Linked DNA regions of Sus scrofa: region 2 is linked to region 1. Evidence: chromatin contacts called from public HiChIP or PLAC-seq data. All regions are on one chromosome and are shown on one strand. Each heading gives the region's core, a stretch centred on a gene start, on an enhancer-like site or on the middle of the called end of the contact. The rest is flanking DNA. Distances are from core to core; before and after follow the strand shown.

Region 1 (5,608 bases), core at 1,267-3,766:
ACATGGCTTGGATCCTGCGTTGCTGTGGCTATGGTGTGGGCCAGCAGCTGTAGCTCTGATTCCACCCCTGGCTTGGGAACTTCCATTTGCCTCGGGTGTGGCCCTAAAAAGCAAAAAAAAAAAAAAAAAAGAATCTCATGGGAATTCTCTTGTAGCCCAACAGGTTAAGGATTTGGCATTATCACTGCAGTGTCTCAGGTCAGCATGGGTTTGATCCCTGGCCCAGGAACTTGCACAAGCCATGGGTGCAGCCAAAAAATTTAAAAAGAGACCGAGAGAGAGAAGGAGAGAGAGAGAAAGGCTCTCTTGACAAACGTAAAATAAAGGAAAAGCCAGATAATAGAGTAAAGGTAGAAAAGTCTTGTTGATTCTTTTCTAAGAATCAAAGATACTGTTCAGCTTCAAGATGACTTTCTACACTGCCCTCCCTTTACTCTACTCTCCCTAAAATTGTAACAGGAAATAAAGTAAAATATAGGAAATAAAAAACAGGAAGTAGAGAGGAAGGGTACTCACCATCACTGCCAGCTGCCTATAGGCCTTCTTCAGCTCAACATCTGATGCTGTGGCTTCAACTCCCAACACATGGAAAGGGTTTAGCTCATCCTCAGGAACCCCAGCCATGGTCAAGAGTCGAGCCACTTCCTCTTCAGGCTGGCAGTAGCGACCACTAGCTACAGGTGCATTCCCCTGCCTATCAGTCCTCTGCTTAACCCAAGGCAACTCCAGCCAACCCCGCTGAACCATTCTTACCAGCTGCTGCCATGGCCTGCTATCTTTCAGCAGAATCAGGCACCGCTGCCAGGTGGGAGAAGCTAGCCAAGAGAAGAGCCACGCAGCTTTACCCCTCCAGCCTAATCGGTCACCCAGTCCTACCAGAAACCACCAGCCCAACTGTAGACAGCCCAACAAAAGGGCCAGAACCCAGAGCAGCAAAGCACCCAATAGCCTAAGAAAACGGATGAACAGCCCTGCCCCACAGGAAAACCCCTGGCTCAGAAACTGGAACATCAGCTGGGCCCAAGTCCCCAGCCGCCCTGCCCAGACTCCCACCCAAACACGAAAAAGGTCCAGATCACTGCCTTTCAGCTGCCTGCATGCATAGATGAGATGGCCACAAGTTTCCACGTACTCCCCCACTAATACCAGCAGTTCGATCAGCCACCAGAAGCCTGCCTGTCCAAGCTGACACAGTTCCTCTGCTCCCCACAATCCCAGTCCTCTGCGCTTATCTGCCTGACTCCGTTTCCGACCAAGCCGATGTCGACCAGGGACCTAGGATCTCTGCGTCCACCCTCCCGAGTATCCTCCTTGGCTGGAATGCGGTGCCGCTGTCTCCTCGGTGGAGGTTTCTTTCCACTGGGCACACGTGAAAAATCATTGGGGAACTTAAGAGGTTCCTCATCATCATATTCCTCTTCCAACTCTTCATCTTCCCCCAAAGCTGGAGTGGTACAATGGTGGCAAAAGTTGCTAGAAGAGCTATCTCCTCCCTGAGAATAAGGCCCTTCAGGAATTCCAGGGATTCCCTGGCAGTCACAAGCAGATGGAATGGAAAGAAAGGAAGGGTTCCCATCCTCCTGGTACCCAGCCTCATTCTCTTTTGAGAGTTCCTGGTCCACTCCTGACTCTTCTTCTGAAGATGCCTCACTCTGATCAGGGTCCTCTCCATTCCTAGGGGGTCCTGGACCCCTTGGGGGGCCATGGCTTGGATCCGACCAGTGAGCTGGATTTGGGGGCTGTGTGTACTTAGGACTAGAGTGCTCTGTGAGGCAGCGGGCACCATTAGGAGCAGGCCCGGCTGAGTCCCTGAGTCCTGAGAATGAAAGTATTTCAGGGTCCACAGAGGGTCCTAGAGTCCTGAGGGAGGCACCACCACTGTGGTGGGCTCCACACAACCCTCTTTCTCCGGGGTGCTTCTGGGCCATGACCCCGGGGCTTCCTGAGGATATTAGGTCACAGCCATCATGGTAAATTCTGATACCTGTAACAGAGGTATCAAGGTGGAGATGATCAAGGATAGGTCCAAGAAAGAGGTTAGATAATCTTAAATTAGGGATACATTGAATGCACCGAGTTCTTCTGGCGCATTCATTACCCCAGCAATAAAGCCAATACGACAACCTGCTCCCTCCCCCCACCCCCCTTACTTTTCTCTTTCACCAGAAAGCTATAACCATGAATCCAGGGAAAAGGGAGGTACCGTAAAGGGTGCGATCCTGGGGGTCACTCTTGGTTAAAAAGTAAGGACTGGAAAGGGGACCACAAGCTGCCAGAAAAGGGTGGGGACCGAGCGGCCCTTAAGGAAAATCTAGGGCGGAGTCTGGGTTTGTCCCAGAGAGAGACAACCCTCGAACCCTCAGGGCTAGGTGGACGAAGGTAACGTACCTAAGAGCGGCGGTAACTCCTCCCCCTCGAGCAGCTGGGCCTAGGGCCAGGGGGAGCTACGAGAGCAGCTCCCCCGGCTCCGCCTCCCGCTCACGCTCTGCTTCCGCCTTCCGTGCCCGCCGCTGCCGCCGACCTGCGCTTACTTCCACTTCCGGGGTCACCAGGGAAGACACGGGAAGGAGAAGTAAAAGCGGTTGGCGGAGGCGCGAGCCTGTTCGGTAAAGCGCCGAGTCCAATCGGAAGAGGCGGCCTTGAGGAAGCGCTGGTCCCGCCCCTTAAAGGTCCCTCTCCTTCCTCCCTCCGCGTGCTGAAGTGGAATTCGCGAAGGTTGCACCCTTGGAAGCGAAGCAAGTGGACGCTGCAGCAGTGCCTGTGGAGTGGTTGCAGAGTCTCAGGGTCCCTCTGGCAGTATTTTTGGACTTTGCCAAAACCAGGGGTTAGAGGAAAGCCACCGAGCCAGTCTGTTTCCCTTGCAGACAAAACCCGGGAGCATAGGGGAGCCACCGTTCTGATCACTTCCCTGCTGGCTGTAACGAGGTCAGAGGCCCTTTAGTATCGTGCAGAGGTAGAATGGAGGGAAGGACGCCCCAGGCCTGACCCCACCCTGGCCCTCCTACACTGCTCCTTCTTTCCCAGCAACCCACGGTCTCCGCAGCGCCTGACCCAGCTGGCGAACTGCCCGGTACAACTGTAGCTCCCACGGCCCGGATCCGCCCCTCTGGGTAGAACTCTCAGGCCTCGTCACGAAGTTGGGCCAGAGGAATGGGAGCGTAGCTTCGCTAGGCTCTGGACCCGAGCGGAATGCCAAAAAACACTGGATTCATCTGCTTGCTGCTTTGCATCTCGTTTGCATACCAAGCTGTCTGTCGACGTCGACACGCTTCCCCGCCCCCACGCAGACCCGGCTTGGCTCCCTTCTCTGTGCGTCCCCTCCTCTCCACACGCCTCTCTCCGTTAGTCCCCCTTCCAGACTCCGTCTTGCTCCGCAAGTTTTTCTACCCATGAACCCCTCGCCGGCAACCCCAGACCAGTAAGAGCCCCTTCCCCCGATCCTGGATCCCGGGTCCCGGGTCCCGAAAACCAAGTTCTCCAGAAAACAATACTCCAATTCTCTGGGAAGTGGAAGAAACCAAGCCGGAGTAGGGGGGCGCTGGGACACCAGTAGAGGGTTTGAGAGCTTCGAGTTGTTGAGTCAGCGCTGAAGTATTCAGAGACCTTTTCTCAAACCTCTTGCGTTTCTCCAAGACCCTTCCTTCCTACGGTTGCGGGGTCTGTGGTCCCAGCCTACATCAATAGGCAAACTGGGTCCCCCCACACAAAACGAAAAGAGTTGGAGGGGCCCGCCCTGTGATGTCAGCCCCCCCAACACACACACACCCTGTCCCCTTCCTCCAACCCCCAAACTGGTTGCATTTAGCCCACGGGGCTTGGACTACGACTTGCAAGAGTTCAGGGGGCAACGAACAGAGTGGCCCTGGGGGTGTCCACTCCCAACAACCACCCGAAACGACGCCTAAGACTCCGGGCAGGGATGCAGCTGGGGGTCTAGGGAAGCACATCTACCCCCTCCTCTCCTCAGCCTTGACAGGGTGGTGAGTAGTTAACACCCCCTCCCCAACCTCTCCTTATTTAGGGTCCCCAGACTTCCAAATGGATTGAGGAGAGGAGCCCTAGGGATTGCCCAAGCCAACTCTTCCTTTTCTATGACCAAAAGAAGACAGCTGAAGGGAAGTGCCTGCACCGCCTTACCCTCCTCCCTTAGTGCCCCCAATGCCAGCCCCTCCTTGGTGTTCTTTCAGGAACTAAGTTCAAATCCCACTGGCAGCGCTGACATACCAGGGGAAAGGAAAAGGTAGGAAAGTTCCACCAGTATCCTGAAGGGAGGAGCAAATACGAGATGTCTATGGGCAAGGCGCCTGCCTAGTCTAAGAGGGACCACAGGAACTGGACTGTTGCTGGGCGCCCCTTCCCCCAACAACTCCGTCTCCACCTGAGGCGGAGGCTTCAAAACCCTGACAAAATCTGTGTTGCTGTCTCCACTTGATTCCTTATCCCAAACTCTTTTTGGTGTCTACTTTTTTCTCCTCTTCCTTCTCTGGGGTTAGAGCAGCTGAGGGAGACCCTTCACCATGACTCATTCTATCCTCTTCCTCCTCCTTCTCCCCCTTTTGTTAACTCCACCCTTCCCAGTCTAATGGGATAATTTTGAGTCCCAGCTGCAAATGGGGCAAAGTTTCTCTTCAGCTGGAATTGGCTGCTAGGCCTTTAGACCCTAGTCACCTGAGTGCCCCTGGCCTTTCCCTCCACACACAAGGACTAGGAAACTCCAACCCCACCCTGAAAAACCAGGGGACAAAGACTCATTACCTGCATAAGATTTTTTTTTTTTTTTTGGTCTTTTTTTTTGTCATTTCTTGGGCCGCTCCCCAGGCATACGGAGGTTCCCAGGCTAGGGGTCAAATCAGAGCTCTAGCCACCAGCCTACACCACAGCCACAGCCACAGCAACGCCAGATCCGAGCCGCATCTGCAGCCTACACCACAGCTCACAGCAATGTCGGATCCTTAACCCACTGAGCAAGGCCAGGGAGCGAACCCCAAACCTCATGGTTCCTAGTCGGATTCGTTAACCACTGAGCCACGACAGGAACTCCCCCTGCATAAGATTTTAAGTTCTAGTTCTAGTCCTTGCTTCAGAGGGTGATAGAGAGACATCTGGCTCCCTTCGACCCAGCCCCATAGATTCCTTCACTTAGTGTAGCAGGGCCAAGCTCTCTCTGAAATTGGCCTTTCTTCAAGAGAGAGAGGTACAGAGTCCTCAAGGTTTGTAAGCACCTGAGTTCCTGCCCCTACCCCCTTGCAGGTTTCCCAGGCCCCTCAAGACATTCATGGATGGATAAGAGGAGCTGACACTGGCCTCCCCATCTGTGACCACCTTCTCTTCGGCCATGGAGGAAGCCTTGCTGCCCCTGGCCATGACCTCTGACCCCAGGCCCTTTAATCAACAACTTCCAGAGCCTCCAGACCCAAGATGTGTCTTGGAACCCCAGGACAATCCTGAATTGGCACCCGCCCTGGTGTGTGCTCTTTGCTGCTGCTTTGGAATCATCTACTGCTGCTTCGGTGAGGGCAGGGCCAGGGTTCTGGGGGCAGCTGCCCAAGACTGTCACCCTCAAGGATGAGGCCAACTTTCTCCTTTACTCCAGGGCCACCTCTACTCC
Region 2 (5,608 bases), core at 2,145-4,644, 710 kb after region 1:
AGAAAAGAAAATGGGGCAGGATCCATTCTATCCTATCTGGTGCAAAAAGATTACAATCACCTTCCTCCTTGAATGAGATCTCCCATCCCATCTAATCAGGGGTCTTCCCTGCTTTTTGAGGAAAGTTGAGGGTGGGGTGTCAGTATGCCAACAGCTGGGTGTTTACTTCCTGCCAGAAGCCACCCCAGCAGCAGCTGTACCTCTCCCCCATCCAGACGACAGAGGGCAGACTGACCCACCCCCTATGTCCCAAACATTCCTCAATCCCATCAGATGTGGCCAATCAACCACCTCATCTCCCTTTAGGAAGCTACTAGAAAGAGGAAGGGGCAAATAGTCATTTTTTTCAGCAACTTGTGAGAGGGGTACCTAGGGAATACGCTGAACCTCTCTCAAGCCAGGCCAGTGGGTGGGTAATAAAGAGAATAGGGAGGGAGAAATTAGCACCTGCTCCCCCTTTCTCACCCTTCCTGTGTTCCTGCTGCACCACCCTGACTCTGGGGTCAGCTGCCACAGTGTGGTGTAGCCAGATGGCTGGGACTGGGAGGGGGAAGAGACAGAAAGGGAGAGACAGGGGATTCGTTTGCATCCCTCTGCTCCCTCCCTCTCCTGGTCCAGGTACTCCTGGAATTCAACTCCAAACACCACTGCTGACCACCCTCTCCTCCCCCCAGCTCCCTCCCAGCCTGTGAAACATGACTCAGAAGTCTGAAGCAAATTCAAACACCCTGTCCCCTCATTCTGGAGTGTCTGATGTTGGAGGTAGTGAGGAATGACAGCACAAGAAGAAAAGGGGCAGAGCCATGGTCTTAGCTGGACTTGGAGGGAGGGGGATAATTATTAAAGACCTCCCTTGCCCTCAATGGCTGAAGGGTTCTTGGTGTTAAGAGGTTCTAGTTGGAAGATGGTCCTCAACCCTGTGACCATTCCAACTTGTCCCCCTTCCCTCTCAGTTTGATGCAAAACAGTCTCCTTCCCTTCTGTATTTTGGGGAGGCCAGATTCTCTTATAACACAGAAGGACCATAATCTGTACTCTTCTCTCCAAAATGGTATATGTCCCATTCCCCCCACTTCCCCATGCAGCAGTCTCCTTTCATATCCTCCATGGTGGTCTCAAGGAGAGGACAGTGAAAACCCTAATTTCCTTAGGACTCCTTTTGCAACTGAATAAAGAAGGCTGGGTTTCCCAGGCCTTCGCCCACCACCCCAACACCCTTAGAGACTTAGCCCTAGCCCCTAACCCAGTATCCCCCAAAAGCCCCTTAAGCCCAGAATCACAAGATTCTGGGTGCAACCCCACCTCCATTCTCTGACTCTGGGGCAGGAACATTCCTAGGTTGGGCAGGCCTGCCCCAAGTCCAAGAGAGCCTTTCCCACCTGAGCTATTTGACGGGGTGCTGCGGTCGGGCACCCCTAAAGTCCTAAAGATGGGGTGGGATGAGGGCTACAGAAAAGCTTCAGATGGGAGTTAGTTGAACTTGAAGGGCTCAGCGGAGCCGGGCCTGAAAGTGACTCCACTCTATAACCCCCCCACCCCCCTCCTTTAATACAGGGACGGAAAGGAGTTAGGGTGGCGGTTATTCCCCCTCCCATTGGAGGTTAGGATGGCGTGGGAAAGCGATGGTTCCAGAGGGAGGAGGAGAAACCCAGACCGCGGGAGATTTTTCTGGCGAGGAAGACGCGGGGGAGGGGGAGATCCTAGGTCCAGAGTAGGAGGGGTACCCTGGAGAGATTGGCCGAGAGGCGTGAGAAGCCTCCGGATTCCGGTCGCAGAGGACAGGAGAGAAATGGGTGAGTAGATAGTGCGGGGGAGAGAGGAAGGGCAGCTCCCGCAGGGGGAGGGTCAGATCCTGCGTCCAGGGCAGCGGGGATCCCGGGGAAGGGGACCGCAGGGGCGGCCCGCCCAGGGACTCCAGGACCGGTCGTAGGTGCCAGGCCTCACCTGGAGCAGGGCCGGGCGGCGGCGGCGGCGGCGGCGGCGCAGGTGGCCGAGCCGGGCGGCGGCGGCGCCTCCTCCCCCAGCCCTGGGCCGGCCGCGGCGGAGCGGGAGGTGGGGGGGGAGCACTTAAAGGGGCAGGAGCTACTGGGGTAAGGACGAACGCTCCGATAGGGCTGTCGCGAAGAATCCTCTGGGGGAGGGGACGCTGGTGGCGTCTCCTAGGGGCCAGAACCAGGAAGGATCCCAGATGGAGGAAGAGAACAGATCCCAGGAAGAAGAGACAGAAACTTGGGTGGTGAAGTGGGGGAGGGTGGTGGGTCCGAACTGGAGGACTTGGGAGAGCTCCGCCTGCGCTCCGGGGGCACTGGCAAAGATCTCTTCACAAAGGAGGGCATGAAAGACAGTGAGAGTCACAAGGACTCCCGAGGAGTGAAGGTGCCAAAGAGGGAACTCGAGGCCGAGCCTGCTGGGGGTAACAGCGGCCCTACCAGGTGCACAGGTTCCCTGTTTCAGCTCCTCACCGACCCAATCTCTTCAGCGGTGGAAAGACACAGCCTCTTTCCTCAAGCTCGGCCCAAGTTTAAAAGTCTCTGGAATCAGGAAGCCACGAGAGCAAAGACCTCCTAGGCCTCCTAGGCCTTTCAATGTCAGTCCTCCCTCTCTGAGTCTTCTCAGTGACTGGAGCAAGGGGGACCGCCAACAGCAGCCCTAGTGAGGCTGATGTAGAACTGTGAGAATTGTGCTTTCTGAATTCTAGTTCAGCTTTCCCCCAACCACCACCACCCTTGCAGCAACCTCTGGGGCAACAGGAAGCAGCTGCTCAGTGCAGCCCCCACCTGGTGGTGGGTCAGGGTGGGGGAGGAAAGAAGACAGGGACTTAAAAAGCCCAGGAGAAAATGGGGGAAGATACACCTTTAAAAAATCTTCCAATGAGACCAAAAGTAGGCTTTACTTTTTTTAGGGGGGAGCAGCAGTGAGTGTAAAATAGTGGGAGGCTCAAGGAGCTGGGGAAATGGGGGTGAGGTGGGAAAGCCCCCACCTAAGGTGCAGTCTCAGGTTCTTCCCTGGAGCTGGAGCTTTCCAACGTTCGTGGTCGGCAGCCTCATCAGCTGAGCCCTGTGCCCCTATAGTCTGGCGTCTCCTCCTTCACCCCTCAAAAGAGCAAAGGTTAGGCCCCACCCCTGCTGAGTCAGCCAGGGAGGGAGGTAGGCATCCCTCAGGCCTTCCCCGAGGGGGGCCGGTCTTCATACTTACCCATGTCAGGCTGGCTGGGCTTCAGGGCTGGGACCACCTAGCTCCTCACCGTCCTTGATTCCCCCTTCACGTGAAGGCTGGTGTTAGATCCTCCCAAACTGTGAGCTGGGAACCAGCACGAATCAAAAAGCCAATGTATGCTTCCTGCGAACCACAGCCTGAACTGCTGTAGGGTGATGTCCCTGTGTGACAGACTGGGGTGGGGAGGGAGGAGGGAAGGGCGGGGCTTTCTCTGGGTGGAGAGGGAGGAGGCGGTGAGGACGGGGCAGAACCAGGAGAAATATGGAGGAAGGTTAGATCTGTGTTGACACTCCAGTGGCATGCTACAAGAAGAGACCGATGAAGGAGGAAGGAAATAAACAGTTGCAGGTAGTGAGAGGAAGAAGTTTCTGGATGAATGCTGAGAGATGTAAATGTGGGGGTGGAGGGATAGAAATGACCTTTAGGGTCGTAGTTCCCAGGTCTGCATCTGGATAACAAGGGAAAGTGGAGCAAAAAGGGCCGGCCCTGGGGGCTCCTGCACCAGCTTCTTACCCCACTTCAGTCTTGACCCAGAGGATGTGTGCCCCCACCCCATAACTCAGCATTTCCCCAAATTCAGGATTTTCTGGGAGCAAACTACCAGGCACAGGCAGCTCAGGGGCTCCACCTTCCGTCCAGATCACGACACAGAAGAGACTGGTGCCAAGGACGTCATAGGCAGATGGGAGGAAACTTATAGAGGCCCCTACTCCACCCCTGGCTCCTCTCCCAAGGCCCCTCCCCAACCTTCAGCCCCCGGGGGCCTCTGAATTGGGATGTTTGTCCTACCCGGCTCCTAATCAACTTGAATGCCTCAGGGTGGAGCTTATAGATTCAGGCTCCTCCTCAGGACAAAAGCCCCAGCCGGTTTGTAAACAGTCATTAGCTAAGAACCACATCCCTGCAAATGGCCTTCAAGGATTTCAAAATGGTGAGATGAGAGTTTGTGCAGAGCCTCTAGCCCTACCACCAGAGGGCAGGATATGGGTCTGGGCCCAGAAAATATTTCAGGAGCACCAAATCCGACCTAGTACTTGTTTGAAACTGGGTGTGCCTTTGAGTAATTCTTATAATCCTGCACCTTTCGGTTGGCTAAAGTGAAGGGGCAATTGTCTAATTCCACTATTTAGCTGAGAAACCCCAAGCCCAGCAACCCTGCAAATTACTATTCCTCTGTAACAGATTTCAATTTTTAGGGATCTTAGAATAGGGCTAATGGCACTTTAAACCCTGCACTGCCTCAAGGAACCACATACAAGTCTTGCCCAAAATACATGATGAAAAAAAACAAAACCGTGGCAATGGTGGGGCGGTGGTGGGTTGACTCAAATTTTGCACAGATCAGTATTAATCCTTCAAAACACTGATTAACCCCTTACTTCTCTTAGAGTAGCACTTATTTTTAAACCACCCAACCCACTTTTCCCAGTGTGCTTTTCTGAAAAAAACCTTTTTATTTAGCATAGAGTTTTGGGCCAGGGATCAGATCTGAGCTAGTCTCAGCTGTAGCAACACAGGATTCTTTAACCCACTGTGCTGGGCTAGGATCAAACCTGCATCCCAAGGTTCCAGAGATGCCACCACAGCAGGATGTCCCCTTTTGCTTTTTTAATCAAATAAGGTGCTAAATAGAATACTGAAGAGCCAAAAAATTGATTTGCCATGAACAACATAAAAGGCCAAAGTTGAGACCCTACTAGTAAGATCACATCATCCACAGGAAACTCCTCACAAGACTCATGCTAGTTTATTAATCCGAACTAGCAGCTTTTCTTTTTTTGATGACCCCATTTCAAACGTATATGGCCCATTTCATGCTGTTTCTTGTGACTATTCTAAAATTGCTAAAAACCTCAGTGTTGGCTTTGTTTTTAGGACCAAGAACAACAGACAGATGATGAGGGATGTACATTTTATTGGAAACCTTAAATACTCTTCAGACAGAATACAATGTCTTCAATCAAGGCTCTCATGGCCTACAGGGAAAACTGCATTTTGGATGAGGGGCAAGAGAGGGCCACAAAGAGGATGAGTACTTAGTTTGCCAAAAGGACTCCCTCATGAGTGCTCTTCAGCCAGTTTATCAGCTTTTGCCACAGCTTCTTCAATGGGTCCCACCATATAGAAAGCCTGTTCTGGGAGATGGTCATATTCACCTATATGGAAAAAAATGCCAACTGGTGAGAAGTGGAAGAATATCAATTTTCTGCAGTGGGTACCTCACCACTTGACGCCATTATTCAGAATATGAAATCATATCATCTTAAAAATCTTTTACTTTGCTTTTTATGGCTACATGTGCAGCACATGAAGTTCCCAGGCTAGGGGTTTAATCAGAGCTGCAACTGCCAGCGTACACCACAACCACAGCAATGGATTATCTGAGCAGAGT

What was found. HiChIP or PLAC-seq counts read pairs in DNA pulled down with a chosen protein or histone mark.
Region 2: a contact with region 1 is called in an H3K27ac HiChIP or PLAC-seq map of alveolar macrophages. The contact joins the promoter of BAZ2A here to the promoter of DNAJC14 in region 1. A contact is called at or near these places in 1 of 5 promoter capture datasets (fetal liver) and 1 of 2 datasets of contacts at active chromatin or transcription factors (alveolar macrophages).

Annotation. Positions count from the first base shown.
Region 1 is chr5:21,270,719-21,276,326 of Sscrofa11.1, forward strand. It overlaps DNAJC14 (DnaJ heat shock protein family (Hsp40) member C14), which reads right to left and starts at 2,517. Exons shown (of 8, transcript NM_001185066.1): 1 at 2,389-2,517; 2 at 1,275-1,984; 3 at 517-1,272. The coding sequence starts at 1,928. LOC100523964 (transmembrane protein 198-like) reads left to right here and starts at 2,689. Exons shown (of 4, transcript XM_021091778.1): 1 at 2,689-3,980; 2 at 5,251-5,608.
Region 2 is chr5:21,979,639-21,985,246 of Sscrofa11.1, forward strand. It overlaps BAZ2A (bromodomain adjacent to zinc finger domain protein 2A), which reads right to left and starts at 3,395. Exons shown (of 29, transcript XM_001927752.7): 1 at 3,196-3,395. The coding sequence starts at 3,199. It overlaps ATP5B (ATP synthase subunit beta, mitochondrial), which reads right to left. Exons shown (of 10, transcript XM_001929410.5): 10 at 5,112-5,372. The coding sequence ends at 5,275.